Regions from separate parts of the Sus scrofa genome. Here region 1 is linked to region 2. A link is a contact called in public Hi-C data. All regions are on one chromosome and are shown on one strand. Each heading gives the region's core, a stretch centred on a gene start, on an enhancer-like site or on the middle of the called end of the contact. The rest is flanking DNA. Distances are from core to core; before and after follow the strand shown.

Region 1 (5,409 bases), core at 2,540-5,039, 640 kb before region 2:
TGTGTCCTCATGGATGCCAGTCAGATTCATTAACCACTGAGCCACAACAGGAACTCCCTGTTAATTTTAAAGTCTATAGAAACTATGGGCCTCAGAGGAAGAAGCCAGGTAAGAGGGGCAACACAGGACAATGGAAAAAAATTATTTGATCAATGTCCTAGAGGACAAAGGAATAAATTCGACCGAGAGGTGGGATGAATGATTAGCCTTGAAGACTCCTCATTTAAGTAAAAATATGTGTCAGTACGTAAACGCAATAATGCATTATGCATACTGACGCAAAGACTTTGAAAAACTTACGGTTTCCAAATGAGACAGGTTGGGGGGTTGGGGGATGCACTGAGGGTTTGGGATGGAAATGCTGTAAAATTTGGTTGTGATGATTGCTGTACACCTATAAATGTAATAAAATTTATTGAGTAATTTAAAAAAATAATGCATTATACATCTGCATCTTTGGGGAAGAGTTCCATATAACTGCATTTTCCAGATCCTTAAGCATCTTTCTTTTTTTTTTAATTTGAGCTATTTTCCTTGAAACTGTTCACCACTATTCTCCAAAACAGACTGCTTTCCTGGATGACTTAAGGTTATTGCAACTATGATTACTATTCGAGGAAGTAATATGGCTGAGTCTGCATGTTAATTTTTCACATATTTGATTGTCCTATGTTGTCAGTTGCCATTTCCTGTTACACTTCCCTGATACCTTTTTTATTTATGCTCCCAACAGATTCTAGTTTGAAAATTACATAACCATTAAGCAATACTCTTAATAAGGGATAATATGGTCCTGAATCAAAGTACAGGAGCAAAGGGTATGGCTTTATGACAACTCTCCCCAGTATTAAGAAAACTGTTTCACTTTTCAATTCAATAAAGACTGGGTTAATTCTTTAATTCAAAGAACTAAAGATGTCAGAAGACTGATCTCTGACTACATGAAATATTACTTTATCTTGTTTCCTTAAGTCACATTAAAATAACCCTGCCAAATTACTGACAATTTTATATAGTTAGACTTAAACCACAAAAACACATCATGTATTGCAAAAGTGAGCAGGCGTTTCTCAGTAACTAAATATATTTTAATCGCTTACCTATAATAATTTACCAATAAAAAGTTATATTCTTCTACATTGTTTCTATACGTTAATACGTCAAGCATATTTCACATATATGGATATTATTCATGATAAATGTATACAGCCTTTACAGAATCTTGACTTTAATCCCTTTCAAATTTCACAACTACAAAACAGCACACAGGCAGTCAGTTAACCAAAATTTAATTTATTCCTGTACTTCCAATACCATGGCATATTCAATTTCATTCATTCTTAAGAGTCTGAATAATCCAGCAATTCTACTTCTGAGTATTTTCTGAAGAAAAGGAAACCAATAACTCAAACATTCACTGAAATATTATTTATGATGTTCACTGCAATATTATTTACAATAGTCAAAACATGGAACCTAAGTGTCCATCAAATGGACAATGATGAATGGATAAATAAAATGTGGTATGTGGTATACATAAAAAATGGAATATTATTCAGCCATAAAAAATGAGGAAATTTTGCCATTTGCAACACATGGAGAGACCCTGAGGGCATTATGCTAAGTGACATCAGTCAGACAGAGAAAAGACAAATACTGCATGATCTTGAAAAAGAATGGATGTGTGTATATGTATAACTGAATAATTTTTTTGTACAGCAGAAATTATCACAGCATCGTAAATCAACTATACTTTAATAAAACTTCATAAAATGAAAAAAAATACTGTATGATCTCACTTATATGTGGAATCTAAAAAACAAAACAAAACTCATTAATACAGAGAATTACATGGGGGTAGCCATAGGGAAGGATGACTGAAATGAGTGAAAGTGATCAAAAAGTACAAACTTCCAGGTATAAAATAAACAAGTCCTGGAAACGTACAGTATGGCAACTATAGCTGATAATACTGTTATTATACAGCATTATTACTATTTGAACGTTGATAAGAGATTAGATCTTAAAAGTTCTCATCCCCCCAAAATTGTAACTATGTGTGGTGATAATGGTAACTAGATGTATTAAGGTGACCATTTCACAATACATACAAAATATCAAATCATTATGTTGTACACCTGAACCTAATACCTCATATATTTCTCAATTAAAAAAAAAAATTCTAGGAGTTCCCGTCGTGGCTCAGTGGTTAACGAATCTGACTAGGAACCATGAGGTTGCTGGTTCGATCCCTGCCCTTGCTCAGTGGGTTAAGGATCCAGCATTGCCTTGAGCTGTGGTGTAGGTTGCAGACGCGGCTCACTTCCCTCGTTGCTGTGGCTCTAGCATAGGCCAGTGGCTACAGCTCCGATTAGACCCCTAGCCTGGGAGCCTTCATATGCCGCAAGTGCGGCCCTAAAAAGCAAAAAAAACAAAAAAACAAAAAAAACCCCAAATCAAATTACAATATAGGAAAAAAGAGGAGTACAGCATCAAATCAGAGTCAAAATTAACTCCAAAGCTGTAGAGAAAGTCCAGAGAAACATTTCTGTGTTCTCCAAAGGGCCTTCAATAGATACCTGTTGAATGGACAAATGAATTAAATCTTGCTAATGAAAGATGAGACCCCAGATCCAAACGAGATGTATCTGTTACCTGCGGAAGTCAGTGGATAAGCTTTACCCTTCAACAACTGCAGGAACTCGGGGTCCAACACACCCCCACCCTCACCTTGGAGAAAGGGCCATACCTGTACTGCCAGCCTTTGGCACTGCCACCTCTGCTGCTGCCGCTGCTGCTGCTGCTGATTCCACCCCCACAGCTGCTGTTGCTGCTGTTCTTGTTGGGGGTCACCGCGGTGGCCAGGCCCTCCAGCCTTCCTTCGCTCTCTGAGACTTTCATTGTTGACAGTGGTTCACCTCCCTGCATCTTAACTTCAAAGTCCATTTGCCCCTCTCGGGCGGAGAGAACAACTCTGTATGGTAGTTTTGTAAGTGGTGAGATTTAAGATTTGATCTGAAGGTGATCCCAATTGCCAAATGAGACGGTGGCTGGAGTAGGAACCATCAAATAATCCAGGGAACGAATACAAGCATTCCTCGTGAAGGAAAACTTTTAAGAGGAGAGGAGTAGCGATGAGAATAGATGTCCTTTAAATAGATGTCTCCTTTCGGGCAAAAACAAGGAAGAAAAAAAAATCACCCTGCCCGAGGACTTGGTGGCATGCTCAAAGGAGAAGCAGAAGGAGCGTGGGGAGGTCGCGGACTCCAGCCAAGAGGGCTGGGAGGAGGACGGGCCACGGACCGGGACTCGCGGCCTGACCTCTGGGCTGACAGACTTGACCCGCCGCGCTCCCTCTTCTTCTCCAGCCGGTCCTCAGCGGGAAGGGCCCCGTCCACCCCTCTCGGCGGTTCCCGCCGCAGCCCCCAAGACTGAGCGGGAGCAGCCCGCGCGCAGCCGGGGAGGAGGGTTGGGGAGGGAGGCCGCCGGGGGCGGGACGCCGGCTCCCAGGGCTACCCTGCCTCCGGCAAAGGCGAGCCGCTCGGGGCGACTTCCTCCAGCACGCTCGGCCTCGGGCCCTCGACTCGGTTCTCAGGGGCGGACTAGTCCCTCACCCTCTCCCCAATCCAAATGTGAGAGCCACAACGGCGGCCGCCGCCCCACCCACAGTCCCACGGTAGGTCACCCACCCGCCTGCTCTCTCCCCGCCTTCCCTTCCGGAGTACCATGAGCTCACTTCCCTCAGAGCGGAAGCCCTGGGCGCCATCTTGGAGCAGGGCGCGCAGCCCTGAAGGGGGCGGAGCCTCGGGGATAGCGGGGCCTGGGCGGTGGACTCCAAAGGAAGGGCGGGGAGGGTGGCAGAGGGCGGAGGCAGGGGGACTGACGAAGAGGGAGAAGTAAAGGACTTAGCGCCCTAGTGGAGGGTGGCTTCCGGTCTTCCTAACCCGGTGCAGGCCTTCTGTTCCAGGGCCCATTCCAGCCATTTTAGGGAGAAAACTTAGAAAAATGTCATTTCTATAAGAAATTACAAAAACAGGGAGTTCCCCTCCTGGCGCAGCGGTAACAAACCCGGGTGGTATCCTCGAGGACATGGGTTTGATCCCTGGCTTCCATCAGTTGGTTGGGGACCTGGTGTTGCTGCGAGCTGTGGTGTAGGTCGCAGAGGCAGCTCAGATCCAGTGTGGTTGTGGTGTAGGCCCCCAACTGCAGCTCCAATTCAACCCCTAGACTGGAAACTGCCATGTGCTGCAGGTGTGGCCCTAAAAAGATTAAATAAATAAATAAAATTACAAAACCAAAAACCATCTATTCATTTTAATAATTTTACAAAAAAAAAAACCTGTGATATTGGCATAAGGCAAATCAGTGTTATAAATAAAAAAGCAACTGTTGGGAGTTCCTGTTGTGGCTCAGTGGGTTAAGAATCTGACATAATTTTAGTGAGGATGCAGTTCCATCCCTGGCATCTCTCAGTGGGTTAAGGATCTGGTGTTGCCGTGAGCTGTGGTGTGGGTCGCAGACGCGGCTCGGATCCCGAGTTGCTGTGGTGTAGGCCGGCGGCTACAGCTCCGATTAGACCCCTGGCCTGGGAACCTCCATATGCCGCGGGAGCGCCCAAGAAATGGCAAAAAGACCAAAAAAAAAAAAAAAAAAAAAAAAAAGTGAGATATGGAAATGCTATAAAATTTGGTTGTGACGATCATTGTATGCCTATAAATGTAATAAAATTCACTGAGTAAAAAAAGAAAAAGAAAATAAGTGAGATGGAGTGGAGAACTTACCTTAGAGAAAACAGTTGAGAGGAGTTACCTGACATGGCGCAGTGGAAATGAATTCAACTAGGAACCATGAGGTTGAGGGTTCGATCCCTCGCCTCAGGATCCTTCCTTGCCTTGAGCTGTGGTGTAGGTCCAAGATGGGCTCATATCCTGAATTGCTGTGGCTGTGGTGTAGGCTGGCAGCTGTAAGCTCTGATTCGACCCCTAGCCTGGGAACCTTCTTATGCTGTGGGTGTGGCCCTTAAAAGCAAAAAAAAAAACCAAAAAAAACAAACAAAAAAAAACAGTTGAGGAAAGTTATCTATGAGGAGATGATATTTATTTATTTATTTGTCTTTCTAGGGCCACTCCCTCGGCATATGGAGGTTCCCAGGCTAAGGGTCTAAACAGAGCTGTAGCCGCCGGCCTTTGCCACAGCCACAGCAACGCCAGATCCCAGCCGCCTCTGCGACCTACACCACAGCTCATGGCAAGGCCATATCCTTAACCCACTAAGCAAAGCCAGGGATCGAACCTGCAACCTCATGGTTCCTAGTCGGATTTGTTAACCACTGAGCCACGACGGGAACTCCGAGGAGATGATATTTAAAGTGAGAGATTAAAGAAAGGCGAGGAAGCTAAGGAAAAAGCT
Region 2 (5,328 bases), core at 2,628-5,127:
CAAGTTCAAGATCTTCCCATGATTTCAAGACTTACTATAAAATCTACAGTGATCAAGATAGTGTAGTCCTGGGATAAAGACAGACAACAGATCAATGGAATGAAACAAAGTCCAGAGTTAGATCTACACAAGTTCAAATGATTTTTGACAAAGGTACAAAGGCAATTCCATGGAGAAACAAGCCTATTCAAAAAATTCTGCTGGAACAACCGGACCACCACATGCAAAAAACTGAGCTTTGATTCATACTTTACACCACACACTAACCCAAGAATTAACCCAAAATAGATCGTAGACCTAAAAATGTAAAACCCATAACTATAAAAGTTATAGAGCAAAACCACTGTGTTTTGTGTTAGGCAGAGTTCTCAAACACCAAAAGCACAATCCACAAAAGAATGAGTTGGTAAAACGGAGCTCATTAAAATTAAAACTTCTGCTATCCAAAAAACACTGTTAAGAGAATTAAAATGCAAGCCAGAGTCTTGAAGAAAATATGTGCAAATCACATATCCCATGGAAGGCTTGTATCCAGAATACAAAAGAACTCTCAAAACTTAGTATGGAGAAAAAAAAAACACACACACAATTAAAAAAATGGGTAAACAATTTGAACAGACACATCACCAAAGATATACAGATGGCAAATAAGCACATGAAAAGATGCTCAACATTGTCTCTACAGAAATGCAAATTAAAACCAAAACAGATACCATTACAGACCTACTAGGATGTCTAAACTTAAAGAGACTGATCATACCAAGTCCTGACCAAGGAGTGAACGGCCTGGAACTTTCATACACAGCTGGTGGGTACATAAAATGGTACAACCACTTTGGAAAACAGTCCAGCAGTTTGTTAAAAACTAAATGTACACTTACTATATGACCCAACTATTCCAGTCCAAGGATTTAATCCAAGAAAAATAAAAGCCTATGTCCATACAAAGACTGACACAAATATTCAAGGTAGTTTTCCATGTAATAACCAAAAACTGAAAACAACCCATTAAAAGGTGAATGGATATACAGACTGTAGAATGTACATACAAGAGAATACTACTCAGCAATAAAAATGAATAAGCAGTTGTTACACAACATGCATGAATCTCAAAATAATTGTGCTGAGTGAAAAAAAAAAAAAAACAAACAGACAAGAGCACATGCTGTATGATTCCAGCTACATAAATTTGAGATAATGCAAACTCATGTATAGTGACAGAAAGCAGACCACTGTTACCTGGGGAAGGGGGGTGTGCAAAGGAGGAGTAAGATGGCGGGATTACAAAGAGGCACAAAAAACTTTGGAGGGTTTAGGAATAGTGGGTATGTTCCTTATCCTGATTGTGGTAGTAGTTTCACAAGTATACACATATGTTTCATTATGTTTTAAATATGTTCCATTTACCATATATCAGTATACCTCAATAAAGCTGTTATGAAAAACAAAAAAGCAGAGTTCCTTTTGTGGCTCAGCAGTAATGAACCTGAGTAGTATCCATGAGGTTGCAGGTTCGATCCATGGCCTCGCTCAGTGGATTAAGGATGGTGCTGCCAAGAACTGTGGTCAGACATGGTTTGGATCTGGTGTTGCTGTGGCTGTGGCAGGCCAGCAGCTGCAGCTCTGATTCAACCCCTAGTCGGGAACTTCCATATGCCGCACTTGCGGCCCCAAGTTTAAAAAACAAAACAAAACAAAAAATCATCTTCCAGATTAGAGCAAAGGGCAGGAGGATAATCATGGGCTTAAGAGCCAGAGGAAAAGGTCTGGGGGCACCGACCCCTCCTCCCCATTATCTGCCAGCCTCAGCTCCCAGGAAGGTGGACACTAGGCTGGCAAAGCAGGGTCTGAGCCCCCTGCACTCAGGACAGTGGAGGGAAAACCACAGTCCACCTCACAGATAAGGAAACTGAAGCCCAGAGACATTACCCTGCCTTAGAAGGTTACACAGCTACTAAGTGGTCTAAATCCAGATCTGCCAAAGTCCTCCTTCTCTTCATCTACCACAAATTCAAGAACCAACCTGAAATAGGGTGAAGATGCGTGCTGTGTTCAAAACAATTCTCTCCACTGAAGCCCAAGTGCCAGAACAAGTCTGGCCATCCCAGAAGAGCCAGACACCGTGGACACAGCAGCTGAACTTCCGGTGCCTGAGTGTTTGGCGTGGCAGGATGACAGGCAGGCGTGGGAAGAAGCTGTCGGTCAAGTTTGCGTATGCATGGGAAGCAGGCTAACCGGCTCCTCCAGCAGAGTCGCCACAGCTGCCTGCCTAGAATGCCACCACCACTGTCTCTGGCCCGAGAGAAAAGGACCAGCTCCACCCAGTCCAGCTGGGACAGGGGTCTGGGTCCATCTGACTCAGAGCCACTCCTTGGGCTGGGGGAGAGATGGGTCTCAGCTAAGGCCCTGAGACAGAGAGCAACTCTGCACCCACTCCTCCCGCAGGGCTAGAGAAGCAAGAACCCAGACAGGGCCAGGTAAGAGGTGAACAGCCCTAGGAAGATGAGGCCCACAAGTGGCCGACCAAGCCCATATGGGGCAGGAGCGAACAGGCTTGGCATCCAGGCCATGAGGGTCAAGAGGAAGCCAAATTTAGCCCCCACTCCTGTAAGCCCCACCTCTAAGCTGGGCTGGGAGCTGGCCCTGGCTGGTAAGGAACCCATAATGCCACAGCTGTCCATGTGGCCACCTCTACGGGGGTGGGCTGGGTCTGAGCCACAGAGGATGCCCAGAGTTGAGCACTGCAGATACCCTTTCCTCTCCCACACTTTCAGGTTGTGGTCCTCACCACCAGCAGCTCTTCGCCCTTTGGCCCACTATTCATCCTTGGCTCTGGGCCCTCAGTATTAATCAAATGTGACAAGAGGTGTGGCGGGAGCAGGTCAGGCTCGTGCCCAAGTCACTGGCTGCCACACTCATATCTCAGCTCACGTGGCCGACAGGGTTACAAGATAAGGTCCTCATAATGCAATGCTGCCCCTTCCCTTTTTTGGAACGTGTTTTGAGGACCTGAGGCAGCCTGTGCTGATTGCACCACCCCAGCTATGGCATGGAGGCACCCCTACCTCCACTGGTAGACTGGTGAAGGGGTGACTACCTCCTCTACAGCCTCAGCCTGGGGCTACTCCTCTCTTCCTCTGCCCAGGCCTGGCAGCCACCCAGACAGTCTCGCCACCAGTCTAGACTCTAAGGAAATGTCCCATCACTCCAGTTGGCATATACAGTACTGGGGGGAGGGGTCCTGCCTTGCTGTTGAAAACTGCACTGCTTCCTTCCTTGCCAGGTTTAAACACCGAGAAATAAAAAAAGGCAGTTTGGAGACCACGTTCTCCTGAGATAACTGCAGCCCCCTCCTTCCAAACACAATAATTCCAGCTGAGAAGAGAACTGGGCTTCCTTACCTGCTGCCTTCCACTGGCTCTCTTCAGACACAGCTTCTATGATGACCCGGCTGAGGCAGAAAAGGACCCAGCAGGACACTGCCTGCTATCCGACAGTGGCTTCCAAAGCTCCGAGGTTCTGCTGCCCACTCCCCAAACCCCTACATTCTTCGCTCACTTCGGCCCTGCCCGACCCTGGTGCTGAGCAGCCAGCCTCTGGGTTACCACCTCTCCTCCTCCTGCGCCTCCGGATTCTGTGTCCCTCAGGGGGCTCTTCTCCCTCCTGAGACCCCTTTCCGTCCAAGTATGTTTCCTGGACAGCCCGCACCACCTGCCCCTCCTGCACCCCAGGCAGCCAATTTGCTTCCTGCACCCCGAGGCGTCCCTCTCCCTCAGGCCCCCGGGGCCCCACTGGCCGGGCCCTCCCCACCACCTCCAGTCTCCTGCGTCGTGCCGGGGCTGCTCCGAGGACCACTGCCTCCCGTCTGAGATGCCCGCAGCTCTCCCAGTTCTGCTCCCCCAGCTCTCCGGAACTTTCAAGCTCCTCTCTGCGCTCCCAGGAGCGGTCCCCGAACTCGGACAGCTGCTCGGGCTGCTGCAGCAGCCTGCGTGGGCTCCCCTCCCCCCGTTCCTGCACCCCGGTGCGGGCCTCCCCCCGCTCCTGCACTGCGGGGCTGCCTCCCCCCTTCTCCTGGTGTTGCTTGCGGGGCCCCAGCCCCTCCTCCTGCACCACAGGCCAGCTCGCGGAGCCCGTCCACCGCGGAGGGTTCCTCCAGTCCGCGCCGTCCGGCGGCCCCCACACCACCCCAGGCTGGGCTCGTGGCCCCGGCCGCCCCGCTCCTGCACCCCCGGGCCCACCCCGCCCTCCTCCTGCACGACCGGACCCACGCCCCCCTGCTCCTCCACGCCGAGCTTCAGCCCGCGAAGCTGCTGCGGGCCCCAGCTAAGAACCCCGACCCGCTGCGGCTGTTGCTCCGGCAGCGCCGGGCTAAGCCCGCCGCGCTCCTCCTGCGCGCCCCGCCTGGGACCCCCCGCTGGCACTGCCCAGCGCACTCGCCTGCCCCCCAGAGGCCGCGCGGTCCCGCCCCTCCAGATGGTGCTGCCCTCCGCGCCCGCTTACAACGGCCCCCACCCGCCTCCTTCCGCCCCGTCCCCCGGGGAGGGGGCTGCGGGGCCGCGTTCTCTCCCGCTCAGCTCCCACGTCCCGGTCCCGGCCCCCAGCCCTAGCTTTTGGGCGTCAACGTCCGCCCGCCGGGCGCAGCGCCCTGCGCCGGCCCCCGCAGGTGCTGCGGCCCCGCGCGCCGGCCCGAGAGCCAGGAGCGCCCGCCCTCCTGCCGGAGTTCCTGGAGCCCGCCTGCGCCTGCGCCGCCCCAGGGGGGCGGAGCCCCGAAGGGTTGGCCCTCCCCCTTAAGGGGCCCTGTCCAGTTTACGCCTCCCTCTCCCCGGTCCCTAGTCCGCTCCCGCTCCCGCTTCATCCCTCCAGAGGTCCTGCTTGAACCTTCCTGTGGAGCAGAGGGAGAAGAGGTGAAGGGAGGAGTTCGCATTGAGAGATGTAGTCAACCAGGCCTATCGGAGGAGCACTGAAATAGGAGTCTCGAATTCTAAGTAGTTCAGCTACTGCTGAGTTGCCATTTGACAGTATAAAAAATTACTTCCCTCTGGCATCAGTTGCCTTGTTTTCCAAAATGAGAAGGCTGGATTGAAGAGTTTCCAGGGTCCCAATCCAGTGAGTGTTTTACTGCAGAGAACTCTAGTCCTAATCTCTCAGCAGCAGCCCAGAGGCTTATGAACCTGGGCTGGCCCTACTCTTTCCCTGGGGCCCAGGGAGAGGCCTATAACAGGCTTAGGCCTGGGGCACTTCCTGTTGGGTATACAGGTAGAAAGAGTCCCAGGCAAAGGGGGACTTCCTCCCTCCTCACTGTGTCCTCTTGGGCCTATGCCCTGAAAG

Evidence for each region. Hi-C and Micro-C count contacts between places; a contact is called where the count stands out from the background.
Region 1: a contact with region 2 is called in a Hi-C map of liver, with 4 times the contacts expected there. The contact joins the promoter of OSBPL11 here to the promoter of TNK2 in region 2. A contact is called at or near these places in 1 of 47 Hi-C or Micro-C datasets (liver) and 1 of 2 datasets of contacts at active chromatin or transcription factors (alveolar macrophages).

What each region holds. Positions count from the first base shown.
Region 1 is chr13:134,716,731-134,722,139 of Sscrofa11.1, reverse strand. It overlaps OSBPL11 (oxysterol-binding protein-related protein 11), which reads right to left and starts at 3,789. Exons shown (of 13, transcript XM_021070201.1): 1 at 2,750-3,789. The coding sequence starts at 2,946.
Region 2 is chr13:134,080,815-134,086,142 of Sscrofa11.1, reverse strand. TNK2 (activated CDC42 kinase 1) reads right to left here and starts at 3,877. Exons shown (of 13, transcript XM_021070192.1): 1 at 3,402-3,877. It also overlaps the pseudogene LOC106505774.